Regions from separate parts of the Mus musculus genome. Here region 2 is linked to region 1. A link is a contact called in public promoter capture Hi-C data. All regions are on one chromosome and are shown on one strand. The core of a region is the stretch at or near the end of the contact, and the rest is flanking DNA. Distances in the headings are between cores, read along the strand shown.

What was found. Promoter capture Hi-C pulls out the DNA fragments that hold promoters and counts their contacts.
Region 2: a contact with region 1 is called in a promoter capture Hi-C map of macrophages, with 7 read pairs. The contact joins the promoter of Olfr433 here to the promoter of Ifi211 in region 1. A contact is called at or near these places in 1 of 39 promoter capture datasets (macrophages), 2 of 15 datasets of contacts at CTCF or cohesin (CD8 T cells and the NIH/3T3 cell line), 2 of 115 datasets of contacts at active chromatin or transcription factors (CD8 T cells and bone marrow-derived macrophages) and 2 of 9 other capture datasets (adipose tissue and liver).

What each region holds. Positions count from the first base shown.
Region 1 is chr1:173,910,089-173,914,770 of GRCm38.p6, reverse strand. Ifi211 (interferon activated gene 211) reads left to right here and starts at 1,725. Exons shown (of 7, transcript NM_001033450.4): 1 at 1,725-1,957.
Region 2 is chr1:174,040,572-174,045,613 of GRCm38.p6, reverse strand. Olfr433 (olfactory receptor 433) reads right to left here and starts at 3,681. Exons shown (of 1, transcript NM_146717.2): 1 at 2,678-3,681. The coding sequence starts at 3,662. The coding sequence ends at 2,718.

The DNA.
Region 1 (4,682 bases), core at 476-2,975:
GGAGGTCTAGGAGAGGTGAGGGATAGGGTTGGGGACATACTTGTGGAGACAGGGTGGCAGGAAGTAGGTATGGAGTGGGGAACAATCAGAGGGTGAACCAGGGGCCGGGTGGGGGATAAAATATGGAGTGTAAAAAGAGAAGATTAAATAAAATTTTAAAAAGAGAGAAAATAGAGTGTTAGAAGTGGGGTAGTCATACAGTGGTCAGTGTGATGAAAAGGCAGCTGAAGAAATCCAGACAGTATCTCCAGCTGACATAGAGCTGTCAGAGATAAAGACAAGTATGGCTATGAAGAGCTGAAAACTGAGGTACTATTGACTGACAACCAGGAGCATTGCAGACAGCTGCAAATCCTTAAGGGCCAAGAACTATAACACCTCAGCTGTGACACCAGCCACTCTCGAGGTCCCAGGGTCACAAAGGCACTGTCTGTTTGAAACTGTCTTTCATCTGCTGCTTTCAGAAGTTCATTATGAAAACTTCCAAGTACCTTGTTGGCAGTTGGTGGTTAAATCCCAGAACCACAAGCTGTTGGGAACTAAAAAGGGGGCCCAGGGGAAGAGAAAACCCACACCCCACCAGAATTTTACCTATTCTCTGGTCTGTCAGGTGTGGGAGAGCTGCCATACACTTTCCACTCAGCCCTGGGTGGGCATTCAAGCCTCTGACCCACTCTTCAGGGGGTGGCCAAGGGTCAGCCCTACCTGGGATCCCTTGAGCTACTTTGCTAAAGCCACCATGGTTATAGGAGAGAAGGATGGCAGAAGAGAGGTTCCCAAAACTTGCGAGAGTGAGGGTAGCAGATTTTGATGAGCAGAGACTCTATGGTTTTAGAGCTTTATTATAGAAATGCAGGGGTATAAGAGAGAAGCTAGAAAAAGAGAGAGAGAGGAGGGAGAGAGAGAAAAGGGAGGGAGGGAGAGGGAGAGAGAGAGAGAAGGCTAGAGAGAAAGAGTAAGAGAGAGAGAAGAGAGGAGAAGACAAAGAGAAAGGAAAGAGGAGAGAAGAGTGAGAGTTAAGAGAACAAAGGAGTAAGAGAAGAGACAAGTAAGATAGCAAACAGAAGCTGAACAGCCCTTTTTATGGTCTTTACTGTTGCTAGGTAACTGGGGAGGAGTTTAGCCTGAAGGTCAGAAGCTTGGGCCATTGCCTACATGACTTCTACCCATGCTTCTCTTGTGGGGTCTGTGGGGGGAGGTAACTTAGGCAGGAGCCAGAGTTCCAGCAGCATAAGGGAATGCCTACTGTGTCATGTAGCTGAATTATCACCCTTTGGAGTTCAGACCTCAGCTCAACTGGAGACCAGCCTGTCTGTGCAAGACCTCAAAACCACAATTCTCTGGCTTCCAAAGGGCTTGATACTTGTAAACCCTGAGTGTATTAGACTCTTCCCTGGGCCTTGAGTACTTTACTACAATAAAAACTCCACCTTAGCTGTCCAGGACTCCTATCTAAGTAGAGCAGAACCCTGGTCAGCTAGTTTTAACACCTTGATCTGGTTGTACCATGTATGTGAATTTTGTGTCTAGTGGCTAGTGTACATCCGTTTGCTACAAAAGTTGTAAGGTTAGGACTTTCTTATTTAGTGAGATTCATCAGAAAAGAATGTGAGCCTGACTAAGCTGTGATTTTTTTTTCATAGTGACCACAGTATTTACAGGAAGTTAAGATGTTTCCAAAGCCAGGGAAATTGAAAGCTATGAACGAAACTGGGAGTAGGCCTGGCTATTTCAGCACTCCTCACCCGAGGGAGACAGCACAGGGAGAGACAGCCAGTGCTGCTCAAGAAATGAAACAACTCTGAGAGTTTTGTAATCACTACCCTCTTCCTTTACACCCAACTGTTCAGTTTCTCATTTACTGACTTATCTGCCTACCTACTCAAGCCAAGCAGGCCACTTCTTGACCCGGTGAAGGTCTCAGGATCTGTACATCACTGCAGAAATATCCAGGAAGGTGAGTTCTGTTTGTTTCTTAAACATGTGATCAGATCTATCTGTGAAATATAAAGGACCATAGAAAAAAATCAGTGTTGAATGGTGGAGGACCAAGGCTGGTGCCAGCTTCACTCACAGCATTAAACCTGCTGTAGCTGGTTTCCGATGCTTCACTAGGAAGACAGCCGATGACAGAATAAAGATGCCTCCTCTATTCCTATGAGTTTTCATGAGTTAGTGTTTATCACTGTTCTTCATTTATCTTCACTAGAGAAGACATGGGAGTAAGGTGTTTGTGGTGAAGGACTGTGTAAAAGACAAGACAGAAACAAAAAATATTGATAACTAAAATCATGTTAAATGAAAACCACACTTTCCAGTTTTGTGAATATACAAAACTGAGATTCATATACAACTTGATAACTCACATTAGCCTGTAGAGAAAAATGTCCCACTTTTGTTAATACAGTTATTTAAATAGATTGTGGACATTTTTATGTTTAGCTCTCCTCTTAGCTCCCTTCTGTATCAGATGTTAGAGACAATATTTGTCATACTCTCCTCTTCATGCCATGCTGGAGGTGAATACTCATGAGGAAAGTTAAACTTGTTCACTGTTACTAATTTCTTCTGTAATTTTTCTAATTTTTTATCCTGTTTTGCCTAAATTTTAGTAGTTGAGATATGCATAAAATTTAAACCATAGTCATAGACAATATCATACCTGTTTAAATATATATTATTGCTTGTTAATGGTTCTGTTTAAAGAATAATTTCATTATCCAAGCCTGGTTTCCGATAACTTGGCACATAGCTGAGGCCAGCCTCAAACTTACAGTCCTCTGGCCTCTGCCTCAGCTTCTGTCTTTCCCTCAGACTCTGGCGCCTTGAATCATAGACACCCACTGCCATGACCCTCTTAAATGTCTACAATTAATTTTGTATTTTACTACATAGTACTATTTAATGTCCTGGGAGTAATGTTGTAAAACTAAAATTTGTTATTATTTGGTAATTATATAATTAAAATTGTTTCACTTTTCTTGGGTTGAAATCTTTCATTGTTAAGTAGTGAGCCTCCAGGCTTTATGATGTTTCTTGGATGGTCCTTACCTATATTAGCAGAGAATTTTGGTGTCTTTAAATTGCTCTTTCAGCATCAAATTTTTCTACTATGTTTAAATCCATCAAATAGTATTTTGTCAGCAATTCGAAGGTATTGTATTTTTCTAAACCACTTTAAAAATTGTATCATTTTGTGCTTTTGTTTTGTTTTGATCTATTTTGTTTTTGTTCTTTAGACAAGGTCCCACTATGTAGCATTGATTGGCTTAGAAATGACTATGTAGTCCAGGATGGCCTCAAATTCAGAGATTTCTGCCAATCCCTGCCTTCTAAATGCTGTATACTTTTACATTTTTAGTTTAAATGACTTAATAATTTTTCTAGCTTAAAGATTTTATATGGCACATTATAAAGCCAATTTGTACTTATAATGTGTAGTAGTCTAGTCCAAGTAACAAACATTTCCTTGTCTTCAACAATCAATAGTTGTATGTGTTAGGATTTCCTATTTTGGGATGAGACGTGTGCTGAGTTTTGATGTCCTTTACTGAACATCTTCATTTTTCCAGTGCTGCTGCCTCTTGTCATCCCTACTGACCACTATCCCGTTTCATTCTTCTACAAAGTTTATTTTTGTAAATAAATGAAACGTGAGATGTTTCTCTTCCTGTACATGCCGTGTTTTACTTAACATACTTATGGCCAGTTTCAGTCAAATTCAATCAAACTTCAAATGACAGAAATTCATTCCTTTGAATGGCTAATGAATACTTGATGTGTGTTTTGGGGGAGGATGTGAGAAATTATATACAAATCGCAATATGTATGTGGAAACCACAGGACAACATTGGGGAGTTGTTTCTTTATAAAAGTTCCAGGTAGCTGGGTGTGGTGGCGCACGCCTTTAATCTCAGCACTTGGGAAGCAGAGGCAGGCGAATTTCTGAGTTCTAGGCCAGCCTGGTCTACAGAGTGAGTTCCAAGACAGCTGGGACTACACAGAGAAACCATGCTCAAAAAAACAAAACAAGAACAAAAACAAAAGTTCCAGGGATCTAATCTCAGGCCATAAGGCTTGCACAGCAGACTCTACTTTATGACCTTTTAATGTATACTTAGCATGCATGGTGTGTGTGTGTGTGTGTGTGTGTGTGTGTGTGTGTGTGTGTGTGTGTGTGTGTGTGTGTGTGTGTTTCATTTATGTTTGGAGTAGACTCTCACAATTGAGAACAGTCATGTGCTCCTGATCCTGCTATTTCTACTTCTACAGGACTGGACTTTCATGCATGTACCATGGTACCCGAGTTCTCATTTTCTTTGTAACTCATCCACTAAAAGATATTTACCTTACTCTGTATTTCAACTATCGTGAATAGTGATGAAATAAATATACAAGTGTAATTGTCTCTGTGTATACCTGTTTCATTTCCTTTGAAGAAGTAGAATACACTAGTTGTGCTTTTTATATTTAAGGGATTTCTATATTTTTTCTATAATAGGTGTGCTACGTTATATTTTTTTCAAACAATGTGCTATATTTTCTGTTTCTGTGAATCCTTTACAGAATTTATTTATCTGTGTAACAATAAACATTATAAGTGTATATAACATTATACATCAGTATAGCTATTATTTAACATTTTATATAATTTTTATTTAACTTTCTCTGATGGTTAGAAA
Region 2 (5,042 bases), core at 2,432-4,931, 130 kb before region 1:
TAAATGAAAATCAGTGGTGTATAATTGTTCCCTCAGGCGTATTCAGACCATTTGTGCTCCACAGTAGATATTTAAGCACCCATACCCTACCATAGAGCATGAACCCCTTAGAAACGGAGGCCCACAAAGTTAATAACCAAAGTGACAAACCACTTAATAAGCCACTGCATAGACAAACAACTCCTAGAGTTCTTTTATGCTGACAGTGCAGAGAACACTTCGTTCAAATCACAATCAGTACCTATATGAAGTTAGATGCATAAGGAGAAAATGCATTAGAACTCCAAACAATAGCCAACAGAACAGAGTATATTACCCAGCACTGAAGGAAACAGCAAAGGGTTAATGATCATGTACGAATTCTCCAGTCATATAAGGAGGATTTTGGACACTTAGCTGAGAAAGAGATGCTTCATTCGAATGCCTTAAGTATGCTGCATAACACCCCACAATGTGAGATATGTGTAAAGCCAAGCAATCTCTAATAAATAAATCCCTATTGCAGAAATGAGGGGTAAATGTTGGATAATAATCACTATGTATGTAGTTCTTTAGGTCCTATTAATATACCCACTTAACAGATTAAGAAAATTGAGGCACAGAGATTTTAATTACATCGTGTAAGTTCATAAATCAAGTAAATATTTGAATTAAGGTTTGACCCCATGAAGAAAATCTCCAACCTCTTTTCTAATTATGACTGTGCAGTAATAAGGTCCATTTATTTACTGAACATTCATTCTTTATTGGAATTTTTAAGTATTCTGTTGCATATATTTTAAGAATAAGTGAGGTCAGAAAGCTGATTTTCTCTCAGTAAGTAGAAAAAAAATAAAAAAGAACAGGGAATTTGACCAATACATTGCCTTTTGTCAAATACTCGGAACATGCTCTGCTGGGCCTGTGTCATAGTTCACATTGTGATTTTGAAAGTGTTGCAATACTAGAATCGAAATGTCTTCAGGTAGAAGGAATTTGAGAAGCAATTCCTGCCAGCCACTCAGTTTTAACACATAGATGAGGCAAGGTCAGCCTGACATCTGGATAACATCTGGGTTGGTTCTGGTTCTTGAAGGCAATTCCAGTAATCTTTCTAATTTTTTTGTAAACAGATTGCAAAAACATTCTCCAGTCAGGGGAACAGATATTCTAAAGGTTTTAAAGTTTATTTCAGGATATATGCTTGTAAGGTTGTTGTTCAAGCTTCATGTAGACTAAAGGAGTATATTTTAAGTTTACGGTCAGCCAGTTGTATGCAGCATATTTCAAATGAAGTTCGGATACAGCCTCTATTAAATTCATACACTATAACCACACAGCACACCACATATATATCATATACAATCCACATATACACATACTACATGCCACACATAAACACTACACACCAAATACCACACACACACACACACACACACACACACACACACACACACACACACACACACACCCCACATGCAGCACACATAAACATAACTGTGTATACATAAAAGCAATAATGACCAATCCTGATGTGGGGAGCATTAAAAATTGTAAATGTTTTTATTTTTGTAGTGGGACTACATAAGAATGAGAAAAGTAACATATTTCTCCCAGTTCCTAGACTCTGCCAAGGTTTTAATTCTGTCATTCCAAGTACCAGACAATCTCTGAGTGTGTATCTGGTGATTCAGAATTCACAAATCTCTAAACCTTAGAGGTTAAAGGGAACAGCATTGTCATGCACTGAGCAGACAATGGGGCCTGACACTGCAGATTTGTGTGGCATTTCCCTTCCCTCTGGAGCCTGAGATTTTTTTTCTGCTCCTGTGAAATATAGCTTCAAATCCATTCTATGAATAAAAGACTCCATGATCGTGGAAGATCTCAGACAACACCCTCAACTCTGCTACCCTTGTCCTTGAAGACACTAGGTTTGCAGTTCTAGACTCTAGCCATGCACCCTAAGAGTTATGTGATTCAGAACTGGTTTCTGGAAGATGATTCAAGATTACAAGTCTCTATCAGCTGGGAGCTGTTGGCTCTACATGAAACTCCACACATGCTGTCAATGGGTACTTTCTGTCACCCATGTTTTTTTTTTTTTTTGTCTTTTAAACTGTCTGTTGGGATCATGTGTTGAGGTCAGATGTTGCTGCTAGCTTTCGGTGGCCTTTTCATTTCAAGGCTGCAATGACTGTTTACCTTATCGCCCACACTTTTATGATGTATAAATTGTGAGCCATCAGATACCCACACGGGGGTGGTCTGATGATTAAAAAACAGAACCAAAACTTTGGCAGACCAGGTACAAGGCAGATAGACAGATAGATTAGACAGATAGATAGATAGGTTAGATAGATAGATAGATAGATAGATAGATAGATAGATAGATAGATAGATAGATAGATAGATTAGATAGATAGATAGATAGATAGATAGACAGACAGATAGATAATTATCAAAGTCACAAATACAATTCAAATATTTCTATATGCCAGTTTTTAATCTTCCATGGATTTCTTCATTGTCATGTTGAAAATGATTCAGAAAAAAATGCCTTTTGCTCATTCTGCTCTACCTCTGATTGATCTGTCTAAAAGACTGAACATATGCAGCATAGTAAGTGCTAAACTCAGTGGTACACTTATTGGCATTTATTTTGATTCTGCAAAATGATTCACAAGCCATTTGAGTGTTGCATTTACCCTGAATGTGGGTAATGTCAAAAGAGATAATTAGGTGTCTCTCAACAAAGTTCTGATCTTTTCACTGACCCTCTTCACGGCTTCCTTCACCTCTTTGTTGCGAAGGGAATAGATGATAGGGTTGAGGAATGGAGTTAGGAGGGCATACACTAAGGCAATAAGTTTGTCAGTGCCCTCAGGTCTGCTCTGAGGTGAACCCACATACACAGTAAAAGCAGAAGCATAGAACAGTGCAACCACTGTCATATGGGAGGAGCATGTGGAGAAGGCTTTGGCTCGACTGGCAGCTGAAGGCAGCTTCAGGACAGCTGTCAGAATACCCCCATAGAGTCCCAAGATGAGGACAAAATTGCATCCAGTGGCCACACCAATCACTGCCCCGTGAACCCGAGCATGCCACCTTGTGCTCACACATGCCAACCGCATTAGTGGTGCCAGGTCACAAAAGTAATGGGCTATTTCTTTCAAGCAATACGGTAAACTGGCAGTGAGACATGCAGGCACCAGGGCAGCTGAAAAGCCAGCTACCCAAGTGGCACCTGCAAGCCATAGCTGTACCTGCCTGCTCATGAGTGCATGGTAGTGCAGTGGACGACAGATAGCAAGGTAGCGGTCCAGAGCCATGACACCTAACAGGTAGCACTCGGTCATGCCCAAGGAGTGAAAGACATACAGCTGGACGAAGCATGCAGACGAGGGGATGGGTGAATGCCCATGGAGCAGGGTGTGCAGCAAGGTGGGCACTGTGGTGCTGACATACCAGAGTTCCAGGAAGGAGAGGACACTGATAAAGAAGTACATGGGAGTGGACAGCCCTGAATCTGCCTGAACCAAGACAATGATGAACAAGTTCCCTGCCAGTGTGAGGAGATAGATGCACAGGGTCCCCAGGAAGGCAAGAGGTCGGAGGGCACCAGAGGTAGTGAAACCAGCAAGGATGAAGGTCCGTGTCCAGGTGTAGTTGACATGATCCATGGTTCCAAGGAGGAGGTGGAGTTAAGGTCCAAGATTAACTACGTCAGGATCTTCCATCTCTTTGTGAAATACTCCTAGAGTCAAGAGCAGCAACTCTGAGTACATGGCTGAGGTTGGACATAATCTAATTAAATCCCTATGTTGTGATACTGGAGCTGCAGCCCCCTCCCATCCCCATCAATGTGAAATGATTGGTTTCAACATCAGTAGGTGGCTGGGCTAGAACTAGAAATGAAGACACCTGGTTTATTCTTCTGAGTGTTCTACTCCTGATCTCTTGAGTGTCCACCAACACAGTTCTCCCCTATCCCACTCTCAATAAAAGGAAATGGAACCTTTCTACTGTAATCTCTCCTATGACCTATATGTTTCTTGGGGACTCTGTGCATCTATTTTAGAATAATAAAATAACTAGAAGTGTTGGTCTGTTCTAAAGGAAGGCTTGATGTCTACAGAAAGTTATAGTGACTTTTTTCAGGAAGTCTTATACTTCATTGACTATTCTGGTAGGGAAAGATTAAGTGATCTATGCCTGACAATGATGCAGACACTCTAAGATTAATCCCTAAAATATAATGCCCATGAAATGTAATGGTTATTCACTTCCAGGCCCATCATATACAATGATTATTCAATTCTAGACCCATCATATACAATGATTATTCACTACCAGGCCCATGATATGCCCTGATTATTCCCTATCAGTCCTATGATCTCCTATGAGTATTTACTATCAGTCCCACAATCTTCTATGAGTGTTCACTCTCAGGCTCACGATATCTACTGATTGTTCACCCAACATTCATACCGTACCTTCTAAAAGTTGAGCTTCATGAGAGACAGATGACATGAATTTTCAAAGAAGAAAAGTGTGAGTCAGAATCCCCAGGCAGAAAAGAAACTTTGCAGTAGCTGTGAATTGGCTGCATGCCCTTGCTCTGACACACCCCAGCTGTACACTCTGAACTAGGGGATTTTTTTTTTTTACTTAACCAACTTCCTGTTTCCTAAAATGAAGAAGAAGAACAAGATTTGGCAGTTGGTTTCTGAAACTGTTATGAGTTCTGATCTCCCTAGGATATTGGGAAATGATTGTGAGTTTTGTGGTTGGGTTTTCCTTCCATAACCTGAGGCTACTCACTAGGAAAGATCAAAATCAAAACTCTTGCCTTATTCTCTTCTGGTAATCTCCTACACTCTACCACCGTCATCTATCACCTGACCATTTGGTGGCATTAGCATCCGTGTCATCCCCCTAATGGCAATTCCGATCTCTATCTACTTATATGAAACGGTCCTGGAAAGGCTGCTTTCCCAGAGGCCCCTCGTTGGGTGTTCCCTGGAGCTGTGAGTATGATGAGCTCTCAGAATCCCTCTGGA